Regions from separate parts of the Mus musculus genome. Here all the other regions are linked to region 6. The links are chromatin contacts, called in public HiChIP or PLAC-seq, Micro-C and promoter capture Hi-C maps. All regions are on one chromosome and are shown on one strand. The core of a region is the stretch at or near the end of the contact, and the rest is flanking DNA. Distances in the headings are between cores, read along the strand shown. Region 1 holds the start of Rab29 (RAB29, member RAS oncogene family). Region 2 holds the start of Nucks1 (nuclear casein kinase and cyclin-dependent kinase substrate 1). Region 3 holds the start of Elk4 (ELK4, member of ETS oncogene family). Region 4 holds the start of Slc26a9 (solute carrier family 26, member 9). Region 5 holds the start of Pm20d1 (peptidase M20 domain containing 1). Region 6 holds the start of Mapkapk2 (MAP kinase-activated protein kinase 2). Region 7 holds the start of Slc41a1 (solute carrier family 41, member 1).

The links. Promoter capture Hi-C pulls out the DNA fragments that hold promoters and counts their contacts. A called contact is a pair of places that touch in the nucleus more often than the background predicts. HiChIP or PLAC-seq counts read pairs in DNA pulled down with a chosen protein or histone mark.
Region 1: a promoter capture Hi-C map of erythroid cells shows a contact between it and region 6, with 2.9 times the contacts expected there. The contact joins the promoter of Rab29 here to the promoter of Mapkapk2 in region 6. A contact is called at or near these places in 2 of 39 promoter capture datasets (HPC-7-derived erythroid cells and erythroid cells), 1 of 115 datasets of contacts at active chromatin or transcription factors (astrocytes) and 2 of 9 other capture datasets (adipose tissue and liver).
Region 2: an H3K27ac HiChIP or PLAC-seq map of thymic regulatory T cells shows a contact between it and region 6, with 4 times the contacts expected there. The contact joins the promoter of Nucks1 here to the promoter of Mapkapk2 in region 6. A contact is called at or near these places in 2 of 115 datasets of contacts at active chromatin or transcription factors (the SCID.adh cell line and thymic regulatory T cells).
Region 3: a contact with region 6 is called in a FOXA1 HiChIP or PLAC-seq map of pancreatic cancer cells. The contact joins the promoter of Elk4 here to the promoter of Mapkapk2 in region 6. A contact is called at or near these places in 2 of 39 promoter capture datasets (the C10 cell line and neutrophils), 2 of 115 datasets of contacts at active chromatin or transcription factors (memory CD8 T cells and pancreatic cancer cells) and 1 of 9 other capture datasets (adipose tissue).
Region 4: a contact with region 6 is called in a promoter capture Hi-C map of embryonic stem cells, with 2.3 times the contacts expected there. The contact joins the promoter of Slc26a9 here to the promoter of Mapkapk2 in region 6. A contact is called at or near these places in 5 of 39 promoter capture datasets (embryonic stem cells, hippocampal neurons, liver and 2 more) and 1 of 115 datasets of contacts at active chromatin or transcription factors (pancreatic cancer cells).
Region 5: a contact with region 6 is called in a promoter capture Hi-C map of cranial neural crest. The contact joins the promoter of Pm20d1 here to the promoter of Mapkapk2 in region 6. A contact is called at or near these places in 2 of 39 promoter capture datasets (cranial neural crest and liver).
Region 7: a contact with region 6 is called in a Micro-C map of embryonic stem cells, with 4 times the contacts expected there. The contact joins the promoter of Slc41a1 here to the promoter of Mapkapk2 in region 6. A contact is called at or near these places in 1 of 39 promoter capture datasets (stem cell-derived epiblast-like cells), 6 of 484 Hi-C or Micro-C datasets (CD4 T cells, CD8 T cells, the N1E-115 cell line and 1 more) and 3 of 115 datasets of contacts at active chromatin or transcription factors (bone marrow-derived macrophages, embryonic stem cells and thymic regulatory T cells).

What each region holds. Positions count from the first base shown.
Region 1 is chr1:131,865,912-131,868,699 of GRCm38.p6, reverse strand. Rab29 (RAB29, member RAS oncogene family) reads right to left here and starts at 1,423. Exons shown (of 6, transcript NM_144875.2): 1 at 1,290-1,423; 2 at 925-1,181. The coding sequence starts at 1,048.
Region 2 is chr1:131,908,877-131,911,771 of GRCm38.p6, reverse strand. Nucks1 (nuclear casein kinase and cyclin-dependent kinase substrate 1) reads right to left here and starts at 1,314. Exons shown (of 7, transcript NM_175294.3): 1 at 1,022-1,314. The coding sequence starts at 1,038.
Region 3 is chr1:132,006,336-132,009,250 of GRCm38.p6, reverse strand. It overlaps Elk4 (ELK4, member of ETS oncogene family), which reads right to left and starts at 1,631. Exons shown (of 5, transcript NM_007923.3): 1 at 1,311-1,631.
Region 4 is chr1:131,742,768-131,745,787 of GRCm38.p6, reverse strand. It overlaps Slc26a9 (solute carrier family 26, member 9), which reads right to left and starts at 1,766. Exons shown (of 21, transcript NM_177243.4): 1 at 1,675-1,766.
Region 5 is chr1:131,796,127-131,798,826 of GRCm38.p6, reverse strand. It overlaps Pm20d1 (peptidase M20 domain containing 1), which reads right to left and starts at 1,432. Exons shown (of 13, transcript NM_178079.3): 1 at 1,241-1,432; 2 at 145-231. The coding sequence starts at 1,409.
Region 6 is chr1:131,096,528-131,099,565 of GRCm38.p6, reverse strand. Mapkapk2 (MAP kinase-activated protein kinase 2) reads left to right here and starts at 1,723. Exons shown (of 10, transcript NM_008551.2): 1 at 1,723-2,277. The coding sequence starts at 2,041.
Region 7 is chr1:131,826,748-131,829,580 of GRCm38.p6, reverse strand. It overlaps Slc41a1 (solute carrier family 41, member 1), which reads right to left and starts at 1,569. Exons shown (of 11, transcript NM_173865.3): 1 at 1,188-1,569.

The DNA.
Region 1 (2,788 bases), core at 174-2,673, 770 kb before region 6:
AGAGTTAATAAAAAAACTTTCACATGTAAATCTGTGTTGGTACAAATGTAATTTTATGTGCTGGGCGTGGTGGCGCATGCCTTTAATCCCAGCACTTGGGAGGCAGAGGCAGGCAGATTTCTGAGTTCAAGGCCAGCCTGGTCTACAGAGTGAGTTCCAGGACAGCCAGGGCTATACAGAGAAACCCTGTCTCAAACAAAACAAAATAAAAAAAACAAATGTAATTTTATTCTTTCACATTACTGTAACCTTGTTAACTACCTTCTCCTTGTGGTGGTGGTGGAGGTGTGTGTGTGTCTGTGTGTATCTGTGTCTGTGTCTGTGTGTTTGGGGTAGACAGACCGACAGGTGGACAGTTCAGCAGAGTCCAAAGGCCACACTGGGAAAGAAATGAATTTACTTTTAGTGCTTCTTTCTCTCTTCCTCCCTGCCTTCCCCAGTGCAAGAGAAGACGACAGGCCACTCGAGGGTATTTCACATTCTTTCGTGAATTCCTCACATTTCCCACTCAGTTCACTAATGACACCATAGGGCTCATCAGACCTGACCGGAATCTGTCCTCCAGTCTTCCCCACACCTCTGACTGCTTAGCTCCTGGGCTTTCCTCCTAAGGTAACGGGGTTCTTTCCTCAACACCCGTCGGATGCTGGTAGGAAGCAGGGTAACTGCCCCAGCCTGCACTTGAACCGGGACTCAGCTGACTTTGCTGACTGGAGAAGTTGCTCTGGGCAGCGCATGGCTGCGGGAGGGCTCTGCTCTCTGCGGTGAATAGTCCCCGGCTCAGACCCCTTCACCATCTCTCACCTGTATACTTTGGCCCTATCTTTGTAGGTAGGCTGGGGACCCCTTAGAGGCAACCTCGGTACCCAGAGGCTACCGGCTGCGAGCCTCGACCCCTGCTCCTAGTCACCCGTGACCGCTCACCTCCCACGGTGGACTTGTAGTGCTTGCTGAAGCTGTCCTGGGAGTAGCGCTGGACCAGAGACGTCTTGCCAACGGCGGCGTCCCCCACCACCAGCACTTTAAACAGGTGATCTCGGCTGCCCATGGCTAGTGGTGGGGAGAGGTTTTTTGATAGTTTGTTTTTCCGGGAAGTCGCTTATTTCAACCCCTTTGGCTCCCGGGTTCTCTTCCAATTGAAGTCAGGCATCTCCACCCTCGGTTGGTTGAAGCTTCTCTGACTGGAAAGCAGAAAAGGAAACTTTTGCACTCGGCCTGTGCGCGCTTCCTCCCCGCGCGGCCGCAGCCTGGGTGGGGCGGGTACCAGCTCGACCCTCCGCGATTGGCACCTTCCTTTCAGGGACCTCCGAGTCGCTCGCCAGCATTGAACCGTGGCCAGCACCTTGCTTAGAGAAGTACAGATGACTTAGACCCTTTCTCGGACCGCACACACAAAATTGAGGTTGTGCAGAGTCCTTGTCCGGTCCCCGTCCTGCCACTGGCGGCGCACTTCCCAGTCTTCCGTCAAAAACGTTGTGAGCCCCACTGCTCGGAGAACTACATTTCCCAGTGTGCCTCTTGGTAAAGCGACCAGACCAGTGTGGCGACTTGCCACGTACACTCTTGGGAAATGTAGTTTCCTAGCTATCTTGAGCAAATTTACATAAAAGTTTTAAGGTTTTCAAACTTTAAAGAATTTAGAAATCTATTTAAAAACAATTCTAAAGTTTGGCGTCGAAGCACAGGTTTGCAATCCAGGCCTTGGGGAGATGGAAATAGGAGGATCATAAAACCCTAGTTCATCCATCGTCTTCTGCAACAAGTGTGTTCAAGGACCCCTAACCCCACCACTTCCTCTCCCCAGAGCAAGACAAGAGATTGGAAGCAACTTTGGGTCACCCTGAACTACGTAGACCATGATCTCTCCTGTCTAAATCTTTCCCCCAGATGTTTTCTTAAAATCACATTTTAAAGATTTCTAGACGGCCTTTCTTATTAGCCATATTTTAAAGGTTTTATAACACAAAGATAAATGTCCAAGTTCCAAGTGAAGTCCATTTCCTGTTGTCTTAACTACAGAGTCAAATCTCGAGCCTTGTAAAGACAAGGTCAAATTTTCCATATGACCAATAACAGGCACATTTGGGGACATTTGACCCAAAAGATCAACCTTTTAAAAAAAATCTATGTCAAAAGTTACAACACTTAATAACTAGCTATAGCAATAACAATGCAGAATAAACAAGAGATAGTTCCTCATTGACACTTCCACATTTCTTACACCAGCCACGCATAGCGTTTGAGCACCAGGACATTTCCTTTTGTTGCTGCTATTAATTCTGAATACTCATAAAATGATTGGCAAATATTTTTACTTTTCCTACCTGTAATTTTTCTGTCCTGCCTGTCCTTTAGCTAGAAATTGTGGCTAGTAGAATAAGCTTCACTTTTTTCCCCTTTTGGCTGTTTTGTTGTTGTTTGTTTGTTTGTTTGTTTGTTTTTTGTTTGAGAGAGGATTTTCTGTAGCCTAAGTTGGTGTCAACTTCTGACAGTAGACCATAGAACTTGTGGTTCAATTGTAACAACATCCAGTTTTGTAGTTTTGGAGAGTAAATCCAGGCATGCTAGGCAAGTCCTCTACCATCGGAGCTACATCTCCAGCCCTCCTCCTCCTCCTCTCCCTCCTCCTTCTCCTTCTCTTCTTTCTTTTTTCCTTTCGACAGAGTCTATGTAGCCCAGGCTGGCTTTGAGCTCCAGATCCATTTGCTTCTGTTTCTGCTTCTACTCCCTCCACTGGAATGCATGCACACAGTATGCAGCTTTGTGTGTGTGCTCATGTGCGCAAGCT
Region 2 (2,895 bases), core at 65-2,564, 810 kb before region 6:
ACTTTCGATACCAAAACTTGAAATGAATTCATAACTGTAAAAATAGTTAAGAACTAAAGGCAATGGGGCCAGGTAAAGCTCCTTTACAAGTAACATCTATTGACTTTGGTCTCGGTCTCTGTCCCTCTGTCTCTCAGGCCTTAATAGATTGGACTAAACCACACCCTCCACCCAAGCCACATTCTATACAACAGCTCTGGAGGGCATTAAAGGGGAGCCCACCGAGTGAGGGGAAACCGAAAACTTCTTGAAGCCATGTGAATAAAAGTCTGATCGCTAGTGGATCGTAGTCCATTTACGATTAACGTCACACGGGGAAAGAGAGGGTTACAGAAGTAGCAAGAGACGCGTACTGCGGGGTGAGGGGGAACGAGAACCACACGGGATTTGGGTTAACAAGCACGTCCCTGGAGGAAGGGCATTTGTCTGCAAGCGGTGGAAAGAGAAAACTTGGGGTTAATGCGTTCAGAACTCCCAAGTGGGGAGAGGCTGTGGCCCTTATTTTACGGGGCTCAGTGTCAAAACTCACTTTTGCCCCAAGGGGAAAGGAAAACGTGGGTTCCGCCCAGGCCGGGCTAGGAGGCGGGGCCTGCCGCGACCCCGAGAATGGAGGCGGGGCCGGGCGGCGGGGCACAAGCAACTCGCTCGCCAAAACGCTAAGCCGGCGAGCCTCTGGAGGACCGAGTCCTCCGTGTTCGCACCCGGGTCGGCCGTAGGCTCCAACAGGGCCCAGGGGTGCGGCCTATGGTGTGCCTGGTGCGCGCCAAGCCCACGCCAGGGCCATGGCGGAGGTGGGGGCGGCCGCGGAGCCGACCCGGACCCTGCGGGGTGGAGGCGACGCGCCCGTGCGCGCCGCCGCCATCCTGCGCGCCGCCGAGCACCCACGCGCAAGGGCGCGCGCGGCCCCCGACAGAAGGCCGCGCGTGGTAGTCAGGAGCACGACTCCAGGCCCGTTGCCCAGGTCCTTCGCCACTCACCCCAGCCCGTTCGGCCCGCCCCGGGCCTTGGACTCCGCACTGACCTGACAGGCCGAGACATGTTCGCTGTCGAGGCGCGACCAAGTCGAGGAGCCGAGGACCAGGACCCCCCTCCCCGCGCACTCGGCGCCCCACCCCCCCGCTCCGGCCGGCGGGGCCGCTGCTGCCGAGCCCCGGGCTGCTGGCTTCTCAAGAGTCGGCGGCTGCTGGTTTGAGGTCCCTGGATCTGACGAGCCCCCCGCTCCCCCGTCTCTTCAAAATGGATGAATCAAACCAGCCGAAAATGCGCCAAAGCCGCGGTGCAACCAAACCCCGTAGGGTTTGTGCGCTCCGCCCCAGCACGCCCGCTCATTGGTGACTCCTGTCAGATGCGCCCTAGTCATTAGTCCATTTGAATCATCACGCCTCCCAGCCCCGCCCCACTCCCGGATAGGCCCCGCCTCCTCCATGGGGTCCTGTTAGTCAAGATGCGCTGAGAGCGCACGGCCGCAAAACAAAAATGGTCGCCGATTGCCCGCCCCCTGTCTTCCACGCCAGAGCTGCAGATTCGGCTTGGGTTATATCTTGGACCCCCTGCCAAATAACCTGATTTATATAGAGTTCTCTGTGGACTAGGTGGTTCTGTAATGGATTTAATTTCTCCTGACTTGATTATTTTGCAAATCAGCTAATTGCAAGACTCATGGGATAGGCAGCAGATTCGTCACTTAAGAATTGGAGGGAAATTACTTAGGTTCAAAAATTTGACCTTAATCTTAGAAATCCTGTACTCTGACTTCAGCGTTAACCTCCCAGGGCTCAGTCACGCTGCTGAAGTAGAGAGTTGGGTTCACAAGGAATATCTTCTACCCAATCTGATCTTTGAGAGCTACTTAACACTCATTAAAACCTCAATTTCTGATATTAGCATTTCAAAGAGAAAGAGGTGATTAATGGTTAAGAGGGAGACTGGTGACAAAACGCTTGCTTCAAAATTCTAAGTCCACCACTTAGTACTTAACTAGGTTTCCTCTGTGCACCTCAGTTTTATGATGAGTAGAGTAGGATACAAGGCTACCTTATTACTAGAACTAAACAAGGTGCTATGTTGAAAGGCCTTTAGTCTGGGCTTAAGTGTTAGGTTCCGTTTTTAATAGAAGATAAAATTAGTTCGGGGGGGGGGGGCAGGGAGGCTGGAGAGATGGCTCAGTGGTTAAGAGCACTGACTGCTCTTCCAGAGGTCCCGGAGTTCAAATCCCAGCAACCACCTGGTGGCTTACAACCATTTGTAATGAGATCTGATGCCCTCTTCTGGTGTGTCTGAAGACAGCTACAGTGTACTCATATATAATAAATAAATAAATCTTAAAAAAAAAAAAGTAGTTCGAGTTGCCTCAAGACTGAATGCCTAAATCAGAAGTAGAGCACAGTATCTTTGTATTAATATCTAGGATTTACTTCCTGTTATAGTTTGGATTCCATGTTCCCTAGGGACCCATATGCCAAAGATTTAAGAGGCAGGACCTGGTAGAAGTTAGGACATTAGGAGTGAGCACTTTAACATGATGTGGGAACCTTGACTTGACCACCCTCTGTCTTTCTTGCTTGCAGCCTGTAAACACAATGTCATCTGTTTCACTTTGCTGAAATGCTTTTCACCATGATGCTCTTGCTCTCTACAGACACAAAGCCCTAGGACCAAGCAGCCCTCAATGGAAACATATGAAACTGTAGAAAAATAAATGTATTCTTGTAAGTTGATATTTCAAGTCATACGGATAGAAAACTAACACACTTTATGATGTTGTAAATCGATTTCAATACTTGCCAGAGCCAGTGTTTCACTTGAAGAGTGGGGATGTTGCTCAGCTGAGAGTAACTGCTCAGCACACAGTAAGCACTGAGTTCAATCTTCATCACCTCCTGAAACTGGACAAGA
Region 3 (2,915 bases), core at 382-2,881, 910 kb before region 6:
GGTTTAACACTCAAAGACTAATCTCTAAGCTACAATGAAACGGGGCTTTAGGAGCTGGAGAGCAGCTCGGTGGCAAAGTGCTTTGTCTTGTCTAGCATGCCTGAGAACACAGGTTAGATGACCAGCACTGCACCTAGGTAGAGAAAATTGCTTTCTCGAAGAAGTGCAATGGAAAAAGAAGAGAACAGGGGCGCCTGGAGTGCAGACCAGCTGATGAACACCTGATGCAGACCCCAGTTTTGATACATAGCACAAGAAGGAAGGAGAGGAGGCTGAAAGCAACGGTGAGAGCCACAAGAGGATATTAAATGTATACTTTTTTTTTACCTTTTTGTGCTGGTGACTGAAGAGTACATCCCCTGCCTCAAATATATAATGGTGTCCCAAAAGTTAAGACAATATTTCCCCCCCAAAAATGTAACAAACTCCACGTAAGCAGTTTCCATTTTAAAATAAAACCAAAGATCAAAGAACAAAGAGTTCCTACAAGGAAAAGTTGAATCATACTCTTTTAAAAACACCACTCCTAGCCGGAAATACAGAAGCCCCACGTTCTGTGCATGGGGGGGAAGAGAGAAGAGCTCTGACCTTAGAACGGCAGCCATTCTACTGAAAGACTCTTACTTAAATGACCTAACCTTCACATTGCAAGGGCTCGAGAAAATGCCAACCGTGTCTTCTGAGTTCACCCAACAAATTCCCCCTTATTTCCTTGCCGATGCCCGTTAAAACTCCTCCCCTCAAAGATGTTTCCAATGCTTTTCCGAGGAAAAGCTTGCCACAGCTGTACAGGAAGCGAGGAGGACTGATGAAAAGTAGAGAAAGAAAAACCTGTGGCCGGATGGACAGCGAGCTTGGGGAAGGGAAGAATGCGGCGTGAGGCCGCGCGCCCCGAGATCAAAGTGCGGGGAGACGCAGACCTCCGGCCCGTGGGCGAGCCAAGAAAGCACTTTCACTTTCCAACTTCCTGCCACTCCGGCAAGTTAAAACCGTTCCCCTCTGCCCCACCCAGGCAACAAAAAACCGCTGCCACCTTCCGCCCAAGGGACTTCTCACGACCCACCGAGGTGCGGGCAAGGCGGAGGGGGCGCTCCGGCGAGCACCTGAGCTCCACCGAGCTGCTCCCCCAAGGAGAGCGCGCCAGCGGGCCCCGCCCACCCACCAGGTCCCACCCTCCCGCCACCAAGCTCCGCCCCTCCCTCCGCCCGGTGCACTTCCTGCCGCGCCCGCAACCTCCGCCCGGCCCGCGCGGAAACCTGGCTGAGGGGCGGTGGTGCGAGACCCCGACGGGGCGTGGGCGTGCTGCTCACCAGGCAGGGCACGGGACTCCTCGGCCTTGAACGCGGTGCGAGACTCTGTCGCCCACCGCTCCTCACACTCGGACCTCAAAGACCGCGCGGCGAACAGTGGCGACCCCCGCGCCGGGGCCCGAGAAAGCGGCGGCCGAGCCGAGCCAGCCGCGTGCCCGCAGCCGCCCGCATCTCCCGCTGCCGCAGGTCTCGAGCCCCGCCCTCGCACACGCGGCCGGGACGGCGAAGTGGCTATAGTTAAGCTGCCACTCGCCGTGCGTGCGCTCGACGTTCTTCACTACGGCCGCCGTCTCCCGTCGTTCCGCGGCCTCCGCCACTCTCAAACCCCCCCCCCCCGGCACTGCCGGGGCCCTTCCTCGACGCCGAAGCAGCGCGAGCGTCACTTCCGGGGGAGGGGCCGGGCCCCAAAGCCAGTGTTTTGTTTCTGGCCCGGGGCTCCCGTACGTACCCTGTTAGTCCGTCCCGTGCACTCGCTCCGGGGACTCCTGCTCTGCCGGACATTCGTACTTCCTCGCAGGCCCAAAGTCCTGCTTAGGGCTCTCGGGGTAGCAATCTGGGCCCAGGGCTGTGGCGGCGGAGCTGACGTGTGAGGACGACGCCCACTGGTTTACATTGCGAGCTACCACCACCACTTGATCAGAATCATTGACGAATGGTCTCTCTAGAATGGGAAAAGCTTTCCCCCTTACCAACTTAGCTTGGTCCAGAGCTTTAACTTTCTTTCTTTCTTTTCTTTTTTCTTTTTCTTTCTTTTTTTTTTTTTTTTTGGTTTAGAAACAGTATTTTAACACGTAGCTCTAGCTGTTCTGAACTCATAGGAGATCCTTCTGCTTCAACTCCTGGCCCCAAGTGGTGGGATTACAGATATTTACAGATGTGCACCACCACGTCCAGTCTAAGTGACTTTACTTAAGAATCCGAAACACCCAATTCATTGCCTGTAAAGTCACTGTGAAAACCTAATTTTCAAAACTTGCAACATCCAAAGAAGGGATGCAGAAATCAACACCCAATTCCAAGGTTCACAAGTGTTCGCAGCTGAGGCAATTGAGCGTTCCATTTTGTCTCCCTGCCCCACTAAACGAATGAGTGTGTTGTTTGTTTACTTAGGCTTTTTGAGACAGTTTCTGTACTTAAAGCTCTCATGGGATTGACTGTGCCACTCAATTTGGGGTTGGACTCTCAGCAACCCTGTCTCAGTATCAACATTATGAGGATGTTAAGCGTAAGCTGGTTCTTACAAATGTGATTTGTGTTTGGAAGCAAGGTCTCATGAAGTCCGAGCTGAGGTTGACTTTGAACTCCTGATCCTGTTTCCTCCACCTCCCAAGTGATGAATTTACAGGCTTTTAACACCAAGCTCAGTTTCATATATATATAGCTATAGATATCTATATAGATATATAGATACAGATATCTATATATATAATTTTTTCTTTGATAATTTCATACATGCATACAATATATTTTAAACATAGTCCCCCTCCCTCACCTTTCTGACTCCTCCCAGATCCCCCTATGTGCCCTCTTTTTCATTGTTTCTTAACCCAGTGAGTCCAGTTAGTATTGCCCATATATGCCTGGATGTGAGACAGTCCACTAGTC
Region 4 (3,020 bases), core at 517-3,016, 650 kb before region 6:
GTCCCTAAGGCATTTTGAAATGTTCTCTCTTTCAATTGTCATGGAATTTCTGGTGCAAATCTGTAGTCCCTTTCTAACCCCAGGCTGATGCCCTCCTCTGTTGTGGAGGAGGATGTCCTCAAGGCAAATGTTGACTCCGTGGATGCTCTGGGACTGCATCCTTTAAAGGGGACTCCCTGTTGTGTGGGAGTCTCAAGTCTCCATTCTGTATCTCCAGGCCCACCCACCCTGCTGCTTTCCCTGTTGAGAACAGATGACCTGGGGCTAAGTTCCAGTAGAGGCCGTAAGGTGAGACGCTGAACAGAGTCTAACAGTGAGACCTGTACAAGGTCACAAGGTCCCTGGAAGGACACGGAATAAGATTCTTAGAAGTTCCTGAAAAGACCAGTGATCCCCGAGAATATAGGTCAAAACCGAAGACAGCACTGAGTGAAGTCTGACCTCCCCTGGAGGATTATATCTTCCAAATCATGACCACGTCACCCTCCATGATTTGGCTCACATCCAGCTGGTCTCCATTTCTTTAGCAAACCTCTAGAGGTCATTTTGTATAGTTTGAGACATTCTCACTAAATTCAGATTATATGTCACTCTGCTGGAAGCCCCTGAGTACTAAGAGATAAAGAAAGACCTTTGCATCAGGATTTCCTAGAGTGAGCCTCAGGGCAGGTCAGACCCCGGGAGGGGCCAGAAAGCCTGGTGGAGTAGCAGAGCTGGTTCTGAGAGCCTGCTGGGGGCGGCAGGGGCTCTGGGGGAGGATCATCTTTGAGTAAAAACACTAAGGGAGAAAAATCCTCTCCCAGTCTGCCCTATTTCAGGGTGGGGAAGGCTTTGCTACTTTAAGGGACCCATCCAGGCATTCTCACCTAACAGGCCTAAGCTCAACTGAATAGTTGGTGTCACGATGATAACAGATTTGCTTGGCCCAGCCTGGAGAACCTCTGGGCTGTTTTCCAGAAGTAGAGACACTGCCCAAGGATGCCTTGGGACCTCTTAGAACTGTGGGCTGGGAGGCTCAGGATCTGGGCGCCTGTGAGTCTGGCTCCTCACCAGTGTACTGGCCCAGACCCTCCCGATGCTGCACCACGAAACGCTCTAAGCTCAATAGAGCCTGTCCCTCACTTGCCTTCAGCTCCTTATCTTCCTCTCCAGTTACCTCTTTTAGCTTCATGGAAGCAACAGGGACCAAATAGGAGTCCACAGAGCTCATGCAGAATACCCCGAAATGGGGAAATAAGCGAGGGAAGGAAAGGGTGTAGAGACAGAAGGACGGGGACACAGCCACTTCGAGATGCACCAAGAGCTAGCTCTCTGCTTCCAGGACTTGAAAAGAAGTAGAAAGTGGAGGGGGTGGCTCAGAAAGGTTCAAGCTCCATTCCTTTTCCTGGAAGGCCCTGTTTGCCTGACTCTGACTGGGTGTCTTTGAGCTCCTCCAATAGAGTCCATTCTGTGTATTCTTCCAGTGAAACTCACCCTAGCAGCTGAGGTCTTTATGGTGCGCTCCACAAGGACTGGAGGGCTGCTCATAGGATCCGGTTCAGAACGTCCTTCCCATGTGTACTCAGGTTCCTAAGCCCCCACCACGTCATCTCTCTTCTGAAGGTACCCCTGGGGCCTGCTCTCTTCCCTGGATAACCCCCAGCCCTTGGGTGGGTTGGGCTGGGTGGGGCTTACCTCTGGGTGAGCAGAGCCGGCTGGGCAGGGCTGCAGGTGTGTCTGGGCAGCGGGCAGCAGAGAGGTGTTCCTGAGGTGTGTGAAAGGGCTCTGCTCAAATAATCCAGGGAGGCGTTTATAAATAACTTCACCTCAGGGCCGCCAGTGAGCCCCGGCTTCTGATTGGCTCGGAGGGGAAGTGGTTTTGAACACTACACCAGAGCTAAGCCTAAGGAGATAGGAAAAGGAGATAAGGGGGGGAAAGGTCCCAAATGAACAGCCCTTTTTTTGTTTTACCTGGGGAGCAGGGCTGTTTGATGGGAGCTTGGCACTTCCTAAATCCACCTGAAGACAATAGGTCACATTCAGCGGGGCCACTACCCTACAGACTCCCCCAAGGCAGTCGGCAGAGGAGGGGCAGCAGGCAGATTCCTCTCTGAGCCTGCTGTCCTGCTACTTATGGGGCTGGGGGTCAAGCCACACAGCCCTTTGGACAATGGATACCATTGAAGCCACCTGAGGGGTTGGGCTCTGTGGCTCTTGCTTTGAAGGTTGGGGATCTAGAGGTGAGGGACAGTGGACCTCTGAGCACCCTGGGAAAGGGCATGAATGGTGTCTGGAGGCCCTGAGGGCCTTGAAATACTCGGAGCTGAGGTGGAGACTTGCTTTCCAGCTCCATCCCCGACCTTAAATCATTGTGAAGACCGTCCCTGTGCAGTGCTCAGAAATATCAGAGATGCCATGAGGCTCAGAAACACTAGAGTAAAGAAGCTTAAGAAACTGGACCTACAGCAAATTTAGGAAAGGTGTTCTGGAAGCCATCAACTCTCTGTACCATCCCTTCCAGGAACCAGAGCCAATGACCATGTTCCCAGATGCCTTTGGGAGCAGAGCTGTGGGTCCCTTGGCCACCAATGCAATGGGAAAGCAGTGTGGGAATCTACCAAATGAGAGTTCCTCCCTGAGCCCATGCGGCTTCCCACCGTCCCCCACGACATCTTGAACTAGACTGTCCCAGCCTTGAGTTGTCCTTCTATTTCTCTAAGATAAAACAGAAGCTCTGAAATTTGATATAGGGGTGCTCCAGCAAAGCACTGTTGGAAGTGCCCCTGGGAAGGTGAAATGAAGTTGCTTTGGCACATAGTAGGGACTCAACAAATATCTGTTGAATGAATGAAAGAATGAATTGTCTGCAAGCCCAGCCCAGTGGATAGTTTGAAGATGTATTGCTTGTGGGGACTAAGGAAATACCCAAGGTCACTCAAAGGTGTCGAGGTGTAGCCAGGATGCCAGGGACCCAAGTATGCCTGCCACTCCAGTGGGGGGGAGAACGTGTCAGTGAACACTGTCTTGGAGCCCTTCCCCGT
Region 5 (2,700 bases), core at 183-2,682, 700 kb before region 6:
TATATATCCTATGTACAAAGTAAAAGGCAACCCCAGAGCAGGTGACTGTCTTCTATTAATGGCAAAATATATTTCCTTATTGCCCATCAAGGACAAAGTCTCCAGTGTATGTCTGCCACCCTTAGCCCTTAGTTTGTAGCTGACCTTTGCGGATATATTCTCCAAACTCAGCAAGGGCTGTGGTGTTGGATTCCTCGTGGCTGAAAGACACTGTGGGAATCTGGATGGCACCTGTTGGGATTCAGTGGTCAGAGACAGACGATTAAGGTTGATAGAGGTTGAGTGTTTCTGATAAAAGTCTGAAACCATAGCTGAATGTGGTGGTGCACAGCTGTAATCCCAGAACTTTGGAGGAGGGAGGGAGGGAGACAGGGAGAAGAAGATGAAGAAGATGAAGAAAAGCGGAGGAGGAGGAAGAGGCGGCGGAGGAGGAGGAGGAAAAAAAAAGAAGAAAAAGAAGTAGTAGAAGAAAGAACAAGAAGGAAAGAAAGAGAAAGAGAAGAAGAAAAATAGACAGATGATGGCAACCAACCAGCTTGCAGAGGACTATTTGCCCAATGCTCTGGGAAAACTATTCCCAGGCATCTCACTTCACTATGTGCACAATCCATCTTCCACTAAGGGTTAGCATTTGATCACTGTGTTGACTTGCATATGTTTGTGTAGGCAGTTTTTTTTTTTAATGAATCCACTACTTAATGAACAGAAAAGAGAAGTTGACAAGGCGTCCGTCCCACCAGCCTGCACAAATGCTCTTTTCTCCTGAAAGTCCAATGAGTTAGTTGCCTTGTTAAGTCCGTTTTAGGGGAGAACTACTTACATATTACATACACCCCAGGAATAATTCATTCTCTTCAGAGCCAGCGAGTCCTACTGACTCTACAATGTTATCCAGAGCTTTGTCCTTGAGGGAGTCCTGGGGAAGATCATTTAACGAAGCCAAACAGTTTTGTTTTAAGGCACCGCAGAGATTGAAAAGGTTAAAAGATTTAGAGTTGAAAGTGCTACAAATACTTTTTGGAGGCAGACAGGGGTAGGGTGGATGCCAACAGTGCTGAGAGGAGAGAAGCTGGAGCCTCTAGGCTAGGCAAGGGATTACCGACGCAAGTGCTAGACCAGTGCACAGTGTCCCGAAAGCTTGCAGAACGCTGGCTGGGCCCGCCCGCGTCCCTCAGCAGAGGGAGGTAGGCCCTCTGGGACTGAGGGACTCAGATCTGAGAACAAGGGGGCGGAGGTTCACCTTTCAGCGCCTCTTTTATAGCGACACGCTCCTCCTCGCTGAACTGGGAAGGGATCCGGGACGCCCCCCGATTTTCCCTGCTTCTAGGGCCAGTGGATCCGGAGACCGTAGCGAAAAAGAGAAGGAGCACAGCTGCCCAGGCGGGCAAGCTAGCAAGTAGCTCAGCCATGTCTCTCCCCAAAAGCCACCAGTCGGGCTAGAGTTTGGACCTAATAGCCTAAAGCATGACTCGCTGCTGACCAATCATTGATTGACCTGGACAGCAACCAACCAATCAATCGAGCGACCCGCCCTTGAGTTGCTGCCCTCTAGACAAGGGTCAGGACTAGCCTGCTCTTGTTCTGGCATTTACTACATGAGAGCAAAGGTGTGTGTGTGTGTGTGTGTGTGTGTGTGTGTGTGTGTGTTATAGCTTTAATTTCATCATAAACTGCAACAGTGTGTCTGTTGATAGGTAGTGCTTTGACAAACCAGCCCCGACGAGTTTGCTCCTGTTTTGAACCTTTTCTTAGCATGCCAAGATGTGACCTTGTGTCCTTGGGAAAATGAATAGAAATATGTAGCAGTGGTGGTGGTGGGGGAACTGGAGGTAGCCATTAGAAAGTCCCAGACACCAGGGAAGCGAGAGGTTCCCAGGACCCAATGGATATGACATTAGCCGAAATATCCAACAAAAGGGAGATAGAACCTGTAGAGAACACCTCCAGTAGATAGGCGTGGCCCCCAATTGAGGGTTGGGGCCACTCACCCATCTCAAAAATTTTAATCCAGAATTGTTCCTGTCTAAAGGAAATACAGGGACAAAAAACGGAGCAGAGACTGAAGGAAAGGCCATCCAGAGACTGCCCTACCTAGGGATCCATCCCATCTGCAGACACTAAACTGGATACTATTGCTGATGCCAAGAAGCGCTTGCTGACAGGAACCTGGTATAGCTGTCCCCTGAGAGGTTCTGCTAATGCCTGACTAATAATACAGATGCAGATACTCAAAGTCAACCATTGGACTGAGCACAGGGGTCCCAGTAGAAGAGTTAGGGGAAGGACTGAAAGAGCTGAAGGGGATCGCAACCCTATAGGAAGAACAACAGTATCAACTAACTGGACCCCACCCCCCTTAGCTCCCAGAGACTAAACCACCAACTAAAGAGCCATGGAGGGGTCCAGAGGTCCCATGTAGCAGAGGATGACCTTGTCTGGCATCAATGGGAGGGGAGACCAGGCAAGGGGAGGGGCAACATTTGAAATTTGAAAATGTAAATAAATAAGATAACCAATTAAAAAAAAAGAACTAATCCAGTGCTACAGGTCCCTTCCCCAAAGCTTTGAGGGTTAAGCCTGCCTGCCCTGGGGGTTTTCCTTTTAAAGTCCAACAAACTGTCCCCCAGTTTCTGTTAGAGTGTATTCTTTGTCCTCAAGCTTCCATTTGTGATGGTTCTCAAATTCTTTTATTAACGACAC
Region 6 (3,038 bases), core at 474-2,973:
TTCTAGTTTGTAGTTTTGCATGGTGCCTTGCTGCCTCTGAATAGCTCATTCTCTTTCCAGCCTCTGGAAAGAAAGAGGTGATGGCTAAATGCCAACAAGAGGTCCCAAAGACCTTCTGTGGGTACATGGGGGCAATACAGAACTGAGGCAGTCAGGGTGGGAACCTCTTTCCACAGGAGCCAATGAGACCTTCCACCTCCTCATCCCCAGATTCCTTCCTTTCTCTGTCCCTGCATCTCCACAGCCTCAAGCAGTGCCTTTGAAACAGGGCGTTGTGTAGCTTTGTCTTCAGTGTGGAAGGAATCTACCCAGCTGCAGACTGAGGAGAGCCAATGTGCCTTCTATTCCCAGGTCTGTATCTGCCACACTGCTAACCCAACTACTGCATCTATCCCCCTCCCCCCCCCCCCCCCCCCAGTTAGAATTATCACCACAGGGATGAGCGAGAAGTATTGAGCACTGAAAAAGCGCTTGTCTCCTTGATCCATAGTGAGTTGGATCTCAAGAGGGGGCCTACAGTCCTCCACCTGTTCATCTCTGTCTTCCTTGGAACAAGTATCTTCCGGAAATCTAAACAGGGAACAGCAAATGAGTCTTGCCATCCTGGGCTATGTCTCCAACGCCCTTTTCTCAGGGCACTGTCTCGTCTCCAGAGTTTTGTTGGGACATATTAAAGACTTTGTGTGACCATGGGTCAGGTCTCATCTTTAATTTGTCTGTATTAGTAAGTAAACCAGAGCTTTGTATCTATCTTGTTCCTTTGTCTCATTTCTTAACTGCTGTAACAGTCAAACCCTTGTGGATCTCAGCAGTGCTACAGGCCAGTTAGGCCCAGAGATTTGTACTAGAACTAGGTTGCTTCAGGACTACTTATTGGCTATGGCCGCAGGGACCATTTCCCCAACTCTAGAACCATTTCCCAGCCCTTCCCCTTGCTCTATAATCGCAATGAATTAAGAACACAAATGTATAAGTGTACCTCCCAGAGAGACATGAAGTTTGTGGGTATTTTAAGACAGAGTCTGTCTTTGTTGTTCAGGCTGGCCCTGTGACTTGTTATCCTCCTGCTTCAGTCTCCTGCATATAGCCGGGATAACAGGTGGCTAGAGTGCCCCATTCCATCTTGGGTCATTTTGGGTTTATATAAAAATATGTTCGAATTCATAATAATTAAATTGTTCGTGGTATCACAGTAGTACATTCTTCTCAGTGAAAACCAGTAAGTCCATGAGAGAAAAAAAAAGTAAAACTCACAAGTATGTTAAGGAAATTGTTACTATTGCCTGACACCTGATCCTAGGATGAATAGTCTCTCTTATTCCCCCAGTCCTGGCCCCCGGATTCTCGCTCTGCTCGGGTACCCCTCACCCCCCACCCACAGAGTCCACGTAGAAAGATTCTTATCAATTATCCGTTTCTTTCAAAATACATCTCCTCCAATTCTCCGATGACCTGTCTTCTAGATCCAAGCAGCTGGAGGAGTGAGGGTTTTGTTTGAACTATCCAGCAGCTTTTCTTTTGCCCTCCTCCCTTTCCCCTCTGCCCGGCCCGGGTTAAGAACTAGGATGTCTCGATGCCCTCCACAAGCCCGCTTGCTCGCAGTCCCTAAGCTCTCCCGCCACTGGACTTCCTCCCCTTTAAGGCCCACCCCTCCCCCATGTCCACGCCTCCCAGTCAAGCCCCACCCTCGATCCTCCCCTTTAAGGACTAGCCCAGGACGCCGAGCAGCCTGTGACGCGGCCGCCGCCCCCGGGCTGGTACTTCTCGGCGCGGCGATTCCTCCGGCCGGGCCCTGCCGTCCCGCGTTCCCCGGAGCGCACGTCTCCGGGGGGAGGGAGCAGGGCTGGTGGGCGCCCGCGGCGCACAGCGGGACCCACGGGGCCCCGCGACCAGCCGAGCCTGGAGCCGGGCCGGGGCGGGGCAGCCGGCTCCAGCCCGGAGCAAACTTCGCCGCCGGGCGGGGCGTGGCGGGGACCCGGGCCCGAGCCGGAGGAGGGGGCGGCCGCGGCCCCTGCCTCTGCGCGCGAGTCGCCGGGCACCATGCTGTCGGGCTCTCCGGGCCAGACTCCGCCGGCGCCTTTCCCCAGCCCTCCACCGCCAGCCCCGGCCCAGCCGCCGCCGCCGTTCCCCCAGTTCCACGTCAAGTCGGGCCTGCAGATCCGAAAGAACGCCATCACCGACGACTACAAGGTCACCAGCCAAGTGCTTGGCCTGGGCATCAACGGGAAGGTGCTGCGGATCTTCGACAAGAGAACCCAGCAAAAATTCGCCCTAAAGGTAAGTCTGGGCCGCCCGGGATCGCGCTGAGATCCGGTGCAGCTTCCGGTCACCCCGCGAGTGGCCGGCACCCGAGAGGACTCACGGGGACTGCCATGTTGGGGTGTGAGTGGGATCCAGCCTGGTGGCCACTCTTGGGACCCGGACGGCCTCTGCTCGCTTTACCCGGCGCCGAGGACACGGTGGCCTCGTCCTCCCTCCCTCCTTCCTTTCTGCGGGCACAAAAGGCCCTTTACTCATTGAGCTGGTTGGTCGGTCGGTTTGGAGAAGTTCGCTCTCTGAGGTTTCCTTAACCCTACTCCTTATTTGGGAGCCGGAATGTGACTTCGCTCTCCTCGGCCTCGCGAGGTCGGCGCGCAGCGGTGGGGCGCGTCGGCGCGGAGCGGCGCGGCACTGGAGACTGGGGACCCCGCCTCCGTGCCCCGCGATCGTCTGGAACCGCCAGCGCCTGGCCTGCGCTGCCCCTTAGGCTTGCGCCGGGCTGTTTCCATTGCTCCCTCCACCGTAGGAAACCTTGTCTGTAAGCCAGGCTTGGCCTAGTGCTGGTACACTGGTCCCTGGTAGCCGGAGACTCAAAGGCAGGAAATACTATTCCTGCATTTGGGAAACCCACTCTTAATCTCTGTGGGTCTACCCGTCTCTGCTTCTGTCGGTGGTAGTGGAGAATGGGGATTTCAAAAGGTCCAAGTGAAGCAGGGAAGGCTGTCATTCAGGGTCACTGCAAAGTTTTCTTCTCTCAAGGGTTTCAGGTTACACCATAT
Region 7 (2,833 bases), core at 320-2,819, 730 kb before region 6:
AAGACAGGGCAAACAGAGAGGCTGGTCATTGAGGGGAGCATCCCTAGACCTCTAATTGTCCTAGCCCCCTGCTGGGATGGGAGAGGAAGCCAGGAGAACTCCCCAGGCAACCGGGGCAGGGCAAGCCGGCCAAGACCAAGGCCAAGAACCAGAGGCCTCCTTCTTACTCTTGCCCTTGAAAGTCGAGTGTTACAGAAACCACAGGCTAAACCCTGGTCCAGGCTGCATTTACACTTCTCTCTATGCTAGATCCTGTGAGCCTGTCAGATAGGACCCGGCAGTTAACTAGATTGAAGAGACAGAGGGTGAAGCTACTGTTTATTCCTACATTTTTGGTTGCCTGGCCTTCCCCCTTTCCTCTCGGGTTACTGACAGCCAGACATGGTGTAACTCTTAAAAACAAAAATATCATCGGTAAAAGGTGTAGAAAGAGGAAAGAAAAACAAAGTCAGGCAAATCCAAGTGTCACAAGCTAATATGCATTTACTCCCAAATCATGTCTGTCTTTGCCTGCCCTGCTTTTCTTAGCTTAAAGGAATCCCCACGAATTGCCACCAACTTGTTGCATTTCACCAGCATGGCTCTCAATAGTAAAAAAAAAAAAAAAAAAAAATCCAGAGGGTTTTGCAGGTATGATGAACAGGCTGTTAGTATTCCAAACACTCACAATTAGTCAACTCCAGTTTGGTTAAGGCAGAATCAAACTCTAGGGCCCAAGTTATGAGTCTTCCACTAACTCGGTCACCAGCCAAGCCACCTTAACACAGCACCGTTGTTTTCAAAGATCCTCACTAGTCAGCCAAGAGGAAACACTCAGTCTGAGTCCACCGCCCCCGAGCCAGCAAAGTTTCTGAGTTCCTTCGCTAAAACCTGACTGCCCCCTCCCTCCCGTCTTTCTGGCAGGCCACTTTGACCTGGAAGGGGGCTAGCAAGGGGAGCAGGCCAGTCTCTCAACTACATCAGCAGTAAAGCCACTACCGATGGGCCTCAGGCTCTAGGAAGCCGCGTCTCCTTTCCAAGCGGGGATGGACAAAAAAGCCCGGTTTAGGTATCCCCAACTACAGGGGTGGGGAGGAGGAGTGCCTAGTTGATTTCCGCCGACTCCCGGCAACTCAAGACTGCAAAAGCACTGCGTCCTGGAGTCCCCCGCCCTCGTCTCCCTCCCTCCCAGACCCAACAACACTGACCTGCGCCTTGCTGGGGAGAAAGGGCGCCTGGAGAGTGGTAGCAGGGGCCCGCGGAATTGGGGGATGTAGGGTACCCCCTCTTCTCATCACTCCTCCCCCTCAGCCGTCCTCCTCGAGCCCCCGCGTGTTCCCCGCTACACCCCCAGGCAAGGCGAGCGTCCAACCGCGACACCCGGCTCGCTACATTTCGCTTCTGCCTTCCTGTGAGGCCGCCGCTCCGATTCCACGAGGGGAGGTGGCCTGGTGGGGGGCGATCAGGATATTCCGCCTCGGGCTGGTGTGGACCGGACTGGGCCTGAGATGCCGAGCTCGCTCGTCCCCAATCGCCTCTTGCCCGCGGACTTGGACAAGAGTGTTTGGCTGTGGGTGGCAAACGTGATCTGGGGCAGAGCGGGTGGTAACCCCCCTCCATCAAGAATAGAGTCAGGATGGACAACTGCATCAGCCAATCAGAGCAGGAAAAGGGGCGGGCCCCGCCCAGGCCCCGCCCATTTCCCCGGCGTTTCTTGAGCTGGGGGCGGGGTGAGGGGGAAAACGCAGCAGAGTGACGGGAACTCAGAATTGGAGGGTGTTGTGGGCTCGCGGTGCTCAAGCGCGGGCGGGTGCTGCGCTCCTGAGTTCCCACGGCCTCTCAAGGCGAGCGTTCTGCTACGCATGTACTCCTGAATCTTGACTATCTCTAGTGAGCCTCTGGGCCTTCCAGAAGACCCGAAACCACCCCTTTGAGCCGGCCAGCTGGCGATCGCCCGGGCCGCAGCAGCCATCGCGTGTTCCTTCTCCACGCCCAGTCCCTACCTTCTTCCTGGGCACAGTTCCTATTCATCAGGCTCCTCATCTCTCCTTCCAGGTTCCTTGTTCCTCTGGGCGACTGACCGAACCTTAATCTGCCTTAATAAAGTTCCAGCCTTGATAGGGGTGGGGATGGGCAGACTGGAGGGAAAATTTGGTAGACTCATGGCTGGGGCTACACACACCAATGAGGTAAGGGCGGAGGGGAGCGGGGGTTTCCTTTGACCCAATCGTGGCCCCGTGGGAGAGAAGTCTCCATCCCGGGCGAAATGAACGCCAACTTTCCCTGACGCACCTTGTGGAATCAAAGTGTTTTCATCCTCGCTTTTGCCACTTCCTCCCTGGGGTGTCTTCACTTCATCAATCCAAAATCAGTACCAGTTAGTTCTCTTTGGGTTGTTTTTGTGAAGGGGATGTGACCTCCCTATAAAGGAACTCCCATTTCCAGCCTTTCCCCCTTCATCGGTAGAGTCTATAACCAGAGGTTCCTTTCCTGTCACCTTCTTCCCTAGAAATGTTCCTTGGGGCAACTGAGCATTTTTCTAGACCATAGAGCCTATGACCAGAGGTTCCTTTCCTGTCACTTTCTTCCCTAGAAAGGTTCCTTGGGGCAATTGAGCATTTCTCTAGACCGTTGAATAAGGATAGGATGTATATAGGAGAGAAAAAGAGTGCTGGCTACTGAGCACACATGCTCAACAGCAACTGGAGAGGGCCATTCCTTTGGACAATGATAACAAATGTAGCCACAAAAACCTGTCCCCACCTGCTAATCCAGCAACCCCGGGCTCAGCTCCGCTGCTAGGATATCAAAGGTCTATATTTTTTAAGGGCCCAGCAAATGTCACTGTAGTTGA